2 separate regions of the Macaca mulatta genome follow, and region 1 is linked to region 2. A link is a contact called in public Hi-C data. All regions are on one chromosome and are shown on one strand. Each heading gives the region's core, a stretch centred on a gene start, on an enhancer-like site or on the middle of the called end of the contact. The rest is flanking DNA. Distances are from core to core; before and after follow the strand shown.

What was found. Hi-C and Micro-C count contacts between places; a contact is called where the count stands out from the background.
Region 1: a Hi-C map of fetal cortex germinal zone shows a contact between it and region 2, with 2.0 times the contacts expected there. The contact joins the promoter of POLDIP3 here to the promoter of CYB5R3 in region 2. A contact is called at or near these places in 7 of 14 Hi-C or Micro-C datasets (CD4 T cells, blood, cortical neurons and 3 more).

Annotation. Positions count from the first base shown.
Region 1 is chr10:8,865,615-8,872,773 of T2T-MMU8v2.0, forward strand. POLDIP3 (DNA polymerase delta interacting protein 3) reads left to right here and starts at 5,044. Exons shown (of 9, transcript NM_001190901.2): 1 at 5,044-5,102. The coding sequence starts at 5,044. LOC114670714 (U12 minor spliceosomal RNA) reads right to left here and starts at 4,646; the gene lies at 4,497-4,646. It also overlaps a transcript of CYB5R3 not described here.
Region 2 is chr10:8,829,404-8,835,924 of T2T-MMU8v2.0, forward strand. It overlaps CYB5R3 (cytochrome b5 reductase 3), which reads left to right and starts at 3,886. Exons shown (of 9, transcript NM_001172169.1): 1 at 3,886-3,958. The coding sequence starts at 3,938. All of the region lies in intron 1 of LOC144331623 (a long non-coding RNA gene), which reads right to left. It overlaps LOC144331618 (a long non-coding RNA gene), which reads right to left and starts at 3,189. Exons shown (of 3, transcript XR_013398928.1): 1 at 2,885-3,189.

The sequences.
Region 1 (7,159 bases), core at 3,794-6,293, 37 kb after region 2:
AAAGTAAAACTTTGCTAATATTAACCCTTCTCTAGCTCCTCGAGGGTCTGTGACCTGCATCACAAGGGGTCGGGGGGTTAGGAAAGGGCTGGGGAAGACCTAGCATTTTGTTTTTCTTTCTCTCTTTTTTTTTTTTTTTTTTGAGATGGTGTCTCCTGTCACCCAGGCTGGAGTGCAGTGACATGATCTCAGCTCGCAGCAACCTCCACCTCTCGAATTTAAGCGATTCTCCTGCCTCAGCCTCCCGGGTATCTGGGACTAAAGGTGCCCGCCACCACACCCAGCTAGTTTTTGTCTTTTTAGTAGAGACAGGGTTTTGCCATGTTAGCCAGGCTGGGCTCGAACTCCTGACCTCAAGTGATCCACTCACCTCAGCATCCCAAAGTGCTGGGATTACAGGCATGAGCCACTGCGCCCAGCTCTGGCATTTATTTATTTAATTTTTTTTTTTTTGAGACGGAGTCTCTTCGCTCTGTCGCCCAGGCTGGAGTGCAGTGGCGCGATCTCAGCTCACTGCAAGCTCCGCCTCCCGGGTTCAAGCCATTCTCCTGCCTCAGCCTCCCGAGTAGCTGGGACCATAGGTGCCTGCCACCACGCCCGGCTAATTTTTTGTATTTTTAGTAGAGACGGGTTTCACCGTGTTAGCCAGGATGGTCTCGATCTCTTGACCTCGTGATCCGCCTGCTTTGGCCTCCCAGAGTGCTGGGATTACAGGCATGAGCCACCGCGCCCGGCCAGGCATTTATTTTTGATGTATCTTTGTGATAGAAAATTTGGAAAGTGCAGAGAAATATACACAGGAAGAAAAATTCCCAATCCCCAGAACCAAACCAGCTGGAACCAAGCAACCCTAGTCACCCCAATCCACCACTAGGCTGCTGCCTCCCGTCAAGATCAGATGAGTCTCGAGGCTCAGGGAAGTCAGAGGATGCCATCTGCACGGTGGTAAATTACAGAGGTGATGAGGCAAAGTGGGTGTGGGGCTGTTCTTAAAATGGGGTAGCAGGAAGGCCCCAAGGAGATGGATTTGGGCTGGGATGGGAAGAGAGAGCTGGCCCTGCCGGGGTGGGTGGGTGTTCAAGTGGTGGAAACAGCAGGTGCAAAGGCCCTGCCATTGGAACCAGCTTGTGGAATAAACTTTCAGAAATAGATCAAAGAAGGTGGGTGGCTGGAGGAGGCAGTGATGATGAGGCTGAAGAGGGAGGCGGGGCTAGGCTGGTGCTATGGAGACTTGCTGGGTGGCCCCAGGAGCACAGCGAGGTCAGTGTGGCTGGAGGGGAGTGGGGGAGAAGAGGGGACGGGGCAGGTTCACAGGAAGGAGGGCCCAAGACCAACCCCAAGGACTAGGAAAGCCCTGTCTCCTTTCACCTCTCATTTTCCATTCTGTCTCTGGCCACCTCACTACCTACAGGGGCAGGAAAAGGAATCTCAGACCCAAAATGGCCTTTTCCACACTGTGGCCGGGGACTGTGCTAGCAGTGGACACACATTAGGTCTCATCCTCATTTCTGTCCCTCTCTGAGGCTGAAAGGCACAGGATTTGAACACAGGCCTGCCTGAGCCCACAAGAGGCTACCTCCGGGACCTGGGAAAAGGGGATGAATTGGACCTGATTCCTACCCCCTGCAGGTCTATTTCCCCATTCAGAAAACGGGAGAGGGCTTTATGGCGGCTATTCTCCATTCAGACTCAACACCTTTATTTATTATTTTTGAGACGAAGTCTCGCTCTGTCTCCCAGGCTGGAGTGCAGTGACACAATCTCGGCTCCCTGCAACCTCTGCCTCCCGGGTTCAAGTGATTCTCTTGCCTCAGTCTCCGGAATACCTGGGATTACAGGTGTGCACCACCACACCGGCTAATTTTTTGTAGTTTTGGTAGAGACGGGGTTTCACCATGTTGGTCAGGCTGGTCTGAAACTCCTGACCTCAGGTGACCCACCTGCCTCGGCCTCCCAAAGTGCTGGGATCACAGGCATGAGCCACTGCACCTGGACAACACCTTTAAAATAACAGTTGTAACGGGTCCTTTACACTCCAGAATTCACAGGCAGTGTCACCTACCTATGCGAAGAATTTAAAAATCAACACAGCTCCAAATGAGTTATAAAAGAGCAAGAAAGGAGACTGGGTGCGGTGGCTCACACCTGTAATCTCAGCACTTTGGGAGGCCGAAGTGGGTGGATCACCTGAGGTCAGGAGTTCGAGACCAGCATGGTGAAACCCCGTCTCTACTAAAAATACAAAAATTAGCAGGGCTTGGTGACGTGTGCCTGTAATCCCAGCTACTGGGGGTGCTGGGGCAGGAGGATCGCTTGAACGTGGGAGACTAAGCTTGCAGTGAGCCAAGATCAAGCCACTGCACTCCAGCCTGGGCAACAGAGTGAGACACTGTCTCAAAAAAAAAAAAAAAAAAAAAAAGACTCTGGTGAAACAGACTATTTCTGCACGCAAACGCTGAGCCGGTCCCGGGGATACATGGGGCAGGAGCAGAATCCCCGGAGTCGCGGCCGCAGACGCTGCCAGGCTCTACCGACTGGGGCGCGGCTTCCCGGGCGGGACCCGAATTCCTTCCGCTGCGGCGCAGCTGCTCTGCTAGAAACTCCGTTTGTTCTCACTGAGCAAAAAGTCCTGCGAGTCCACAAAAGACAGGGAGTGGGGCCCTGGCTGGGAGATCCGCAAGGGGCTTCACTCTGGGGATGCCCCGGGACGTTGGGAGGGCCAGAGCCCCACCAGTCCCCACCCCCACGTGCCCGCCATCCCTGTCTTTGGGACCAAAAGTCCAAACAAAGCTCTGAAATGCCCCGGGGGAGGGGCCATCCCAGACTTAGATTACATGTTTATGATCAGTTGTGCTGACTTAAAAAAAAAAAAAAGTCGGCCGGGCGCGGTGGCTCACGCCTGTTATCTTAGCACTTTGGGAGGCCGAGGCGGGCAGATCGCCTGAGGTCAGGAGTTTGAGACCAGCCTGGTCAACATGGTGAAACCCCTGTCTGCACTAAAAATACAAAAATTAGCCAGGCGTGGTGGCACGCGCCTGTAATCCCAGCTCCTCGGGAGGCTGAGATAGAAGAATCGCTTGAACCCGGGAGGCGGAGGCTGCAGTGAGCTGAGATCATGCCACTGCACTCTAGCCTGGGCGACAGAGCGGGACTCCATCTCAAAAATAAAAACAAAAATAAAATTGTCCTCCGCATCTGCTCTACACTGCCCAGCTGACCCCACTGGCCAGCCTGTCCTCCCGTCGCGCGTTCCTCCTGGCACGCCTGGAAGGGAGGAAAGGCTTAATGGTCCCGTTTTATGGGTGAGGAAGAGGCCTGGGAAGGAGCCCGGAGTGGTGGGGTGAGCCTGTAGTCCCAACTACTCGGGAGGCTGAGGCAGAAGGATTGTACGATCGCTCTTACCCTCTTTCTTTCTTTCTTTTTTTTTTTTTTTTTTTGTAATGGAGTCTTGCTGTGTTGCCCAGGCTGGAGTGCAATGGCGCGATGTCGGCTCACTGCAACCTCCGCCTCCCGAGTTCCAGTGATTCTTCTGCCTTAGTCTCCTGAGTAGGTGGGATTTCAGGCCGTGCCACCACACCTGGCTTTTTTTTTTTTAATTTTTTTTTTTTTTTTTTTTTTTTAATTTCAGTAGAGACGGAGTTTCTCCGTGTTGGCCAGGCTGGTCTCAACCTCCTGACCTCAGGTGATCCACCCGCTTCGGCCTCCCAAAGTGCTGGGATTACAGGCGTGAGCCACCGTCACTGGCCTCTTACCCAGTTTCTGTACGGAGCTCCTGATGCCTGATGGCCAAGAGGACTTAACCCCATCTGTTCTAAGGGCATGGAGTGTATTTTTAGAGTGATTGGACAAATATGTGCCGAACACCTACCTCATGCCTGGCGCATGCTGGAGGCTGGGGTTGTATCAATGCAAAAGTCATTCCCTGTATTTAACACTTAAATGAATTAGTCTCTTTAACTCTCCCAACGCCCTATAAATTATTTGCTCCATAATACATATTAGGAAGACAGAGGCAGAGAGATGAAGTGCTTTGCTCGTGACGGTCACGCCGCCACCGGTCACGCCGCCACCGGGACGCGAGACAGGCAGTCGTCCGGCTCTCACCCCCAAGAGCACTACATTATAAGGTAGCAAAGTGAAGACACGCTGTCATTAACTGAGCTGCTGTGTGAGGCCGGGGACGGACATATCTTTCTGAAGCACAGAGAAGCGGTTATACAGGGAAGTTTGGGAGAACTGGGTTAAGTCCGCATGTATGGAAATTGCCAGTTTCGTGGGTCACAACGTCAATATTGTGGGCAACCTTGGACTGACTCAATGCGCAGTTGGAGACAGCGACGAAGTGCAGAGCGTCCTCAGCCGGTGACTAGACTCCCTAGGAACTGGCGGCGTTGGCAGGAGAAGAAAACAGGCATGAGAACGCACCCACTGTGCACCGGAAACAAACAGAAATTGCGCCACCCCGCGCCCAGTCTACTTTTCAGATGTAAAGGAATCGGGCAGATCGCAACTCCCAGGCATCCCGCAAAGTAGGCGGGTCACCTTAGGGGCGACCTTTACCCGCTCAAAAATTCGTCTCACATTAGCAGTGAGGATTCGGGCGTCACCCCGAATCGTTATTTTCCTTACTCATAAGTTTAAGGCATAAAGAAACAGTAACGCTTATTTCCTAGGTAATGAATCATATTCTCATTTGGCGTATGATGAGTATCATAGTTGACCGTTGAGGTAATGATCCACTTCCATTGAAGTTTGTCTTACTCGTTAATGAAATTATTTTGTTGCTTTTCATTTAATGTTTTTTCTTCGGAGAGAATAAATAATTCATAATGTGCCGACCTTCTGTATGCAGATGAGCAGCCAGCTCCGCGAAGGCTCACGGGGAGCGTCCCCGCCCCTTCCGGTTCTTGCTTGCGTTTAGCTGGCTGTCGCGAGAGTTGGTCGGCGGACGTCGGAAGTAGTTCGTCGCTCTGTAGCGGCCGAAGGGGCGGGCTCGCGGGCTGGGGGTGTCTCGGCAGCTTTCGGCTCGCTCGGCGGAGCAAGATGGCGGACATCTCCCTGGACGAACTCATCAGGAAGCGCGGGGCGGTGGCGAAAGGACGGTGAGAGACCTTTCTTTTCTTCGGGGTTTCGGGTCCGCGGCATAGTGGAGCTCGAGGCGGGGGAGGGAGCGGCCCGGGCGCGACGCGGAGGACCGGGTGCGCCCGCCCCCAACAGCAGCCGCGCTCCTCATTGGCCGGGCCGCCGCCGTCGCCGCAGCGGCCCCGACCGCCCGCCCACTGGCCGAGGTGCAGTCCCTCCGGCGGGCCTGGGAGGCCGACGGGGCCGCGGCTGGACAGGGTGCCGCCTCGTGGACTTGAGGGGCTGCACCCTAGGGCCCCCGCGTTCCGGGGTCCGGGAGTCTCGGCGGTGCAGCCCCCTGGCCTGTCTGGACTGGCATTTGGGCCCCGCTCCGTGATCTCGGGGCTGCTTGGTCTCCACCTATCTTATAGTTGAGGCAACCGAAGTTTAGCAGCAGGGAAGTGACTTGCTCCGACGGCCGAAGCTGAGGCGCAAGCCCAAATCCCCGTCCACGCGGCCTCTGTTAACACTCGCCTCCCTTTGTGCGGCGTCTTAAGTTTTCTAAGCCTGTTCGTATAAACGATGCCTCGTTTGATCTTTCACGGTCCTGTTGTCTGCTAGCAATTCATGTTACTCCACTTTTACTGATGGGGAACTTGAGGCTGGGAGTGGTAGAGTGACTTGCCCGAGACCACGGAGAACTGAGCGGCGGGGCTGAGTGCGATTTAATTGCTGGCTGAGTTGGCCTCCTGCATGGGCTTGAAAAACAAGTGGGCTGGGCTGGAGATTGGTTATTTCCTTAGGGAGAAGAAAGTGCTTGAGCTGGGTGAGGAGCCATGGAGGTGATTTGCAGTCATGTCTCCCAAACTTCCCCATGACCGTTAAATGTTATTAGTCATTTCAAGTCTTTGTGAGCTGAGTTCACCTGTATGAAGAAGTGAGAACTTTGCCCAATAGTTTCCCAACACGCATTAAGTTTAAGTCTTTGTAAATAGCCAGGATGTAAATATGTTAGATACTGTTTTCTCAGACATATGTTTTCTCAGCAGATGTTTATTTTTATTTATTTTTTGAGACGGAGTGTTGCTCCGTCGCCCAGGCTGGAGTGCAGTGGTGCGGTCTCTGCTCACTGCAACCCCCGCCTCCCCGGTTCCAGCGATTCTCCTGCCTCAGCCTCCCGAGTAACTGGGACTACAGGTGTGCACCACCACGCCTGGCTAATTTTTGTATTTTTAGTAGAGACGGAGGTTTCACTATGTTGGTCATGCTGGTTTCGAACTCCTGACCTCATGTGATCTACCCGCCTCGGCCTCCTAAAGTGCTGGGATTACAGGCGTGAGCCACAGGCCCGGCCATTCAGCGGATGTTTATTCATATCACCCGTGTGCCTGTGGCTAGGTTTTTCTCTTGATGTCTGAAATGTATCCCTCACCTCCTTCCCCATCTGGACACTTGTATCAACTACAACTGCCACCACCACCTGGTAATTCGCAGCCAGCACTTACCGGGCTTCTGGTTCATAACGGGCATGCATTAGTATTTGTTTCCTCAGCTACTGACTGCGAAAGCTTTCTCACATCTCCGCCTAGTGTCTGATGTGAAGTTGGCGCTGGCTCCTCTGGCCACTTCTAAATCCATCCAGGTTTTGTAGGTTCCTTTGGAAACGACAGAATGATTGACACCAGGTTCTTCTCTCTCTGAGGTCACTCCCCCAGTTTCTGACTACAGGTGGACCGCACTGTAGTCTATTTGATCTGTACGGTTTTGGCTTTAGTGTGTGCAGAGTTTTGTGTTGGGCAGTAGGTGGGGCTGCAGGAATGGGGTGAGGGGTATGTGTGGATCCACAGGAACAGGGGCCTTGCAGTTGGATATACCTGGCACGTGAAACAGTTGGGTTCTGTTTCCCTGGCCAGGGGACTTCTAAACTAGGCAGTTTCCTCATTTGTAATGGTGATTCCTGGTTGAAGGAATTAAATGTGAGAAAGGTTTTTTTTGGTTTTTTTGGTTTTTTGTTTGAGACGGAGTCTCGCTCTGTCGCCTGGGCTGGAGTGCAGTGGCCGGATCTCAGCTCACTGCAAGCTCCGCCTCCCGGGTTTAC
Region 2 (6,521 bases), core at 2,636-5,135:
AGGCTACTTGAAGTAAATTATTCTGAGTGGAGTTATCTTTTTTAGTTTTTGAAACAAAGTCTTGCTCTGTCGCCCAGACTGGAGTGCAGTGGTGAGATCTCGGCTCACTGCAACATCTGCCTCCCGGGTTCAAGCGATTCTCCTGCCTTAGCCTCCCCAGTATCTGGGACTACAGGCGCCCGCCACCACACCTGGCTAATTTTTGTATTTTTAGTAGAGATGGGGTTTCACCACGTTGGCCATGTTGGCCAGGCTGGTCTCAGACTCCTGACCTTGTGATCTGCCCGCCTCAGCCTCCCAAAGTGCTGGGGGATTACAGGCGTGAGCCACGGCGCCCGGCCTTCAGAGGAGTTGTTAAGATGTGTTCCACCTTCCTGGAGTCCAGGAGCAGCACTAGTATTGACTTGCCTGTATGTAGCAGGGCTCCCTTAACTGCATCTGATGATTTTAAAATTTTATGTTACTTTTAATCCTGTTAGCTTTGAATATATTGCCTAGAGACTCAGTTACTACCCAGTTTTTTTTTTTTGAGAGAGAAATATGCAACTGGACAATGTATTAGCCTTGCTTTTCTTTCTTTTCTGTTTTTTTTTTTTTTTTTTTTTTTTTGAGTCTCCAACTCCTGACCTCAGATGATCCATTCACCTCGGCCTCCCAAAGTGCTGGGATTACAGGCGTGAGCCACCGCGCCTGGCCTGTGTGTGTGTTTTTCTTTTCCTTTTTTGGTTAGTTTTTCAATTAAAAAAAGACACCTAACCCATGTAGTGTCATCTTTCTACAATCAGTGTTCCCATGGGGGTAAAACTATTCAGATTACTTGCATGCAAAAAATAATTTAACTTTAACATGAAAATACGTGGCAAAACCCAGAAAGATCCGTCATGAATGCAGGATACTTTCCACAAAGTTATACAAAAATAAATAAAATAAAATTGAAATAATGCTTGACTGATCCCAGGCCAAGATTCACTCTTGTATTCTACGGTAGTAGGTCCCTCCCTCCGCACTGCCCCCAGAGTTCCCTCTTTAAAACCAGTAGGTCAGCTGGGCACGGTGGCTCACGCTTATAATCCTAGCACTTTGGGAAGCAGAGGCAGGTGGATCATGAGGTCAAGAAATCGAGACCATCCTGGCCAACATGGTGAAACTCCGTCTCTACTAAAAACACAAAAATTAGTTGGGCGTGCTGGGCGTGGTGCCGAGGTGGGCGGATCACCTGAGGTTAGGAGTTCTAGAACAGCCTGACCAACATGGAGAAACCCTGTTTCTACTAAAAATACAATAATTTTATTGTTGTATAAATTATTGTATTTTATACAACAATAAAATTGTATTTGGGTGTGGTGGCACATGCTTGTAATCCCAGCTACTCAGGAGGCTGAGGCAGGAGAATCGCTTGAACCTGGGAGGCAGAGGCTGCAGTGAGCTGAGATCACACCATTGCACTCCAGCCTGGGCAACAAGAGCGAAACTCCGTCTCAAAAAAATATATAATAATAATAAAATAATAATACTAATCAGCTGGGCATGGTGGTGCACACCTGTAGTCCCAGGTACTTGGGAAGCCAAGGCAGGAAAATTGCTTGAACCCAGGAGGCGGAGGTTGCAGTGAGCCGTGATTGCACCACTGCACTCTAGCCTGGCAACAGAGCAAGACTCCGTCTCAAAAAAAAAACCACAAAACAAACAAACAGAAAAAAAACCAGTAGGTCAGGTGGGTGGGTAGGCGGGCGGACATGGTGGCTTATGCCTGTAATTCCAGTGCTCTGGGAGGCTGTGGTGGGAGGATGGCTTGAGCTGCAGTGAGCTGTGATTGCATCACTACACTCCAGCCTGGGCAACAGAGCGAGATCTCATCTCTAGGTAAACAAATAAACCCAGTAAGTCACTCCCTCACCTGCCTAGATCCTGCAGGGCTCCCCATTCTCCTTGACATTCCAGTTCTTTCCACCTGGGGCTCCACATTGCCTCCACAACGTCACATCGCACCACTATGCCGCCGGCTCGGCCTCTCTAACCTTGCACATCAGGCCTCTGTTCACCTGTCTCCACCTCCAGGCCCTGCCAGCAAGGCGCTTCTCCCTTTCTCTGCCTGGTCTGTGCCACAATGCCTGAACACACGGCCCACCCCACCCCCTCAGAGCACCAGGAGCTCATATCTGGGTCCAAGACCCTACTAGGAGAGCAAGGCCAGAGAATGACCTCTAGGGCCCAGCATGAGCCTACACGAAGAAGGTGCCCACTGTCCGTTGAATTCACCCATTCAACAAGTATTTAGGCTGCTCATCGTGGCTCACGCCTGTAATCCCAGCACTTTGGGAGGCCAAGGTGGAAGGATGGCTTGAACCCAGGAGTTCCAGACCAGCCTAGGAAACATAGTGAAACCCATCTCTACAAAAAAATACAAAAATGGCCGGGCGCGATGGCTCACGCCTGTAATCCCAGCACTTTGGGAGGCCGAGGCAGGCGGATCACCTGAGGTCGGAAGTTCGAGACTAGCCTGACCAACATGTTGAAACCCCGTCTCTACTAAAAATACAAAATTAGGCCGGGCGCGGTGGCTCACGCCTGTAATCCCAGCACTTTGGAAGGACGAGGAGGACAGATCACGAGGTCAGGAGATCGAGACCATCCTGGCTAACATGGTGAAACCCTGTCTCTACTAAGAATACAAAAAATTAGCCGGGCGTGGTGGTGGGCGCCTGTAGTCCCAGCTACTCGGGAGGCTGAGGCAGGAGAATGGTGTGAACCCAGGAGGCGGAGCTTGCAGTGAGCCGAGATAGTGCCAATGCATTCCAGCCTGGGCAACAGAGCAAGACTCCGTCTCAAAAAAAAAAAAAAAAAAAAAAAAATTAGCCAGTTAGCCGGGCGTGGTAGCACATGCCTGTAATTTCGGGAGGCTGAGGCAGGAGAATCTGTTGAACCCTGGAGAAGGAGTGTGCGGCAAGCCGAGATCGCGTCATTGCATTCCAGCCTGGGCAACAAGAGTGAAACTCCATCTCAAAAAAAAAAAAAAAAAAAATTAGCTGGACGTGGTGGCACGTGCCCAGCTACTCAGGAGGCTGAGGCAGGAGGAACGCTTGAGCCTGGGAGGTTGAGGCTAAAGTGAGCTGTAATCAGGCTCCTGCATTCCAGCCTGGGCAAGAGTAAGACCCTGCTTTAAAAAAAAAAAAAAGAAAGAAAAATAAGCATTTATTGAGCACCTACTATGTGGTAGGCTCTGTGCTAGGCTCCGGGGATGTAGGGGACTTCAAACCAGACAGGGCCTTGCCCTCCGGGAGCCCACAGTCCACTGAGATAGGGTGGGAGTGGGGGAAACACGCAGGAGGCCTTCAGCTACGTGGGACAAAGACCACTCCACAGTGGGACAATAGGGTGGGGAGCGGAGGCGCCGCCGGGGAGGAGGCTCTGGGCGGGCCGTGCTGAGACCGCAGCATTTGACCTGGGACGTGAGCAATCAGAACGGCCCGGTCAGAGGCAGCTGGGAACAGTGCTGCCCAGGGAATTGCAAGTTCAAAGGCCTGGGGAAAGGCTGCGCTGAGCAGCTGCAGGCACAGGCCCAGGCCCAGGCCCAGGCCAGGCCAGGCAGGGCCGGCCCCTGCAGGCTCGGAGGCCTGGCGAAGATTCCGCTTCTTATTCTCGCTCCCGTTCGGGGGGCGCCATCTTGCTTCCTTTATGGCGGCGAACGAGGCCCAGAGAGGCCACCGTCCCGCGTGGGGCCGCACAGCGGCGGGAGAGCTCCGAGCGCAGAGGGGCGCATCCCCACTTCCCCGTCTCCAGTGCGCGGCAGAAGCGGGCGGAGCGACCCGGTACCCGCCCCCGCGCCCGCCCCGCGCGCCCGCCTGGCCCCTCGGCCCCGCCCCTGCTCCGGGGTGACGCGGGCTGGGGCGCGACGGTCTCGGCAGCAGCTGCAGAGGGAGCGCAGCGCAGGGCCACCATGGGGGCCCAGCTGAGCACGGTAGGCGGGGAGGGGTCGCCGGGGCCGCAGGGCGTCGCGAGGGACAGGGACCCATTGGCGAGGGGGCGGGCTGGCCTGCGGGAGGGGGCGCGGGACCCGGGCCGAACCCGGCCCCATCTCAACCGGCCGCACCCACTCCGCCCGCCCAGCCCGCCGCGCCCCACCCCACCGCACCCTAGCCCTGCCCGGGGGAGCAACGTGGTGACCGCGACTCACGCCCTGGTCGTCTGTAGCGGGGAACCAGCCCTCCTGCCCGGGGTGCGCGGCAGAGCCCAGCAACGGGGAGCACCCGAGCCCTGCCCTGGCCGCCGTGGGGCCTTGGCTGCTGGAGGGACCCGTGGTTGTGAGTGTGTGTGCGTCTGAGTGTGAGTGTGTGAGCGAGCGTGCGAATGACTGTGGCTTGAGAGTGTGTGAGTGTGACGGTGGGTGTGAAGGGCGGGCATGGAAACGTGTGATGTGTGTGTGTCGGGAGTATATGAATGGGCGATGTGACTGTGACAACGTGTGTGTGCGCGATGTCACTGAGTCAGAGGGTTTTGCACGTTTTAGCAACAAGGAACAGAACCCCGATGACGCTGGGGCGTCCTTCCAGTGCGCAGTGGGCCAGGCTGCCAGCGAGGCCAGGCTCCCACTGACTCTGCAAGCTGTGCTGGGGACCTCACACTTTATGGTATCAGTGCCGTTTGCCCCATTTCACAGATGGGGAAATGCATGCTAGTCTTGGCCACCGTCCCACAGCGCCGCCGCCCGAGGGAGCCTGCTCCATGGGGTTTCAAAGTCCACTCTGCTGCTGTCACTTCTGGGCTGGCCTAGAACCACCTTCCCTTCCCCCCAGGCGACTTCCTCTCTCCAGTTTCTCAAAAGTTGATCATGATGGGGCTGGAGGCTTGAGTCTGTGTGGACACGTGGAGGCTGCAGCTGCAGAGGGCAGCTCCCCCCTCAACTGTGACCCGCTGTGTGTGGGGAGGCAGACACAGAAGGAATCAGCCCAGCACCCCTCCACCTCCACCTCCACACCTGGCATCTGCCACTTGGAGGGCACCTGGGCCCTCCCTCTGGCGCTAGAGGCTCCTCCTTGGGGAACCAGGCAAAAGGCCTCTTGGCTTGGGCGGTTGCTCAGGAAAATGTGGCTTAACCCAGAACTTGGGGGTATTCAGACCCCAGGGTGAACCTGTGGGCATCACCCCAGCCTTCATGCAACACTCTCCCCATTCTTCCCCAGAAAGCACCTGCCTCCTTTATTGTTGAAATGTCCTGCCTGTGTCTCCAAAGCTTCCCCTGGGCTCCACTCAACCCTTCCCTGCTGTTTTTGGTGGTGCTCCTTACCTTCCAGCTGGTGGTTGGATTTATGGCCACTTCCCCAGCACCTGGCTGCTCTACACATTTCTCGTGTTCTTTTTTGAGACAGGGTCTCACCCGGACTGTAGTGTAGTGGTGTGATCATAGCTCACTGCAGCCTCACCCTCTTGGGCACAAGTGATCCTTCTACCTCAGCATTCTGAGTACAGGCACGCGCCAACACGCCCGTCTGAATTTTTTTTTTTTTTTTTTTTTGAGACGGAGTCTCTCTTTGTCACCCAGGTTGGAGTGCAGTGGCCGGATCTCAGCTCACTGCAACCTCCACTTCCTGGGCTCGGGCAATTCTCCTGCCTCAGCCTCCCAAGTAGCTGGGATTATAGGCACTCGCCATCACACCTAGCTATTTTTTGTACTTTTAGTAGATACAGGGCTTCGCCATCTTGGCCAAGCTGATCCCGAACTCCTGACCTCAGATGATCCACCTGCCTCAGCCTTCCAAAGTGCTGGGATTACAGGAGTGAGCCACTGTGCCTGGCCTGATTTTTTGTATTTTTAATGGAGACAACGTCTTCCTATGTTGCCCAGGCTGGTCACAAACTTCTGAGCTCAAGTGATCCTCCCGTCCCAGTTCCTCAAAGTGCTGGGATTACAGGTGTGAGCTGCCGTGCCTGGCCTCATTCCATTTATTTCTGTTGAATGACTGAGTAGTCCCCTGTGAGGGGCAGAGCCCTGCCTGGGAGTCGGGAGACCTTCACCAACCCCCTGAGCCCCATCTCTCCAAGGGTGGGTGGGGATTACCCTTTGTGGGTGCTGCTGGGGTCCCCGCTTGGCCCAGAATGTCTCCAGCATGTTCTGAGCTAGGCCTCCTGGCTTAAGGGCTCCCCACAGTCTGCAGGAGGCTGGCTGGGGGCCTGGTGCACTAGGTGTCTTATCTAGGACGTGCAGGCCCCGTGGGAGGCCTCTCCCAACATTTTGGGGGATCCAGGCCGGGGGTTGGCCCTGGAGTCTGCCAGCCACACTGGGAGAACGTTGGAGCTTGGCCTGCCGTCCTGAACTGTGGTTCCCCTGCTTCCCAGCCCGGCTGTGAGTGCTCAGCGACCCTGACAGGCTGACAGGTAGAGTCTGCCGGGCTTTCCTACTGTCCTTGGCAGCCCCATGCTTAGTCGGTGGCCCAGATCCCAGCTCTGTGTCCACCTGTTCCTCCTCCTGGGTTCCATTCTCCCACAGTTCCCAGCCAAGCCAGAGCCCCCCACTGCAGAACTTC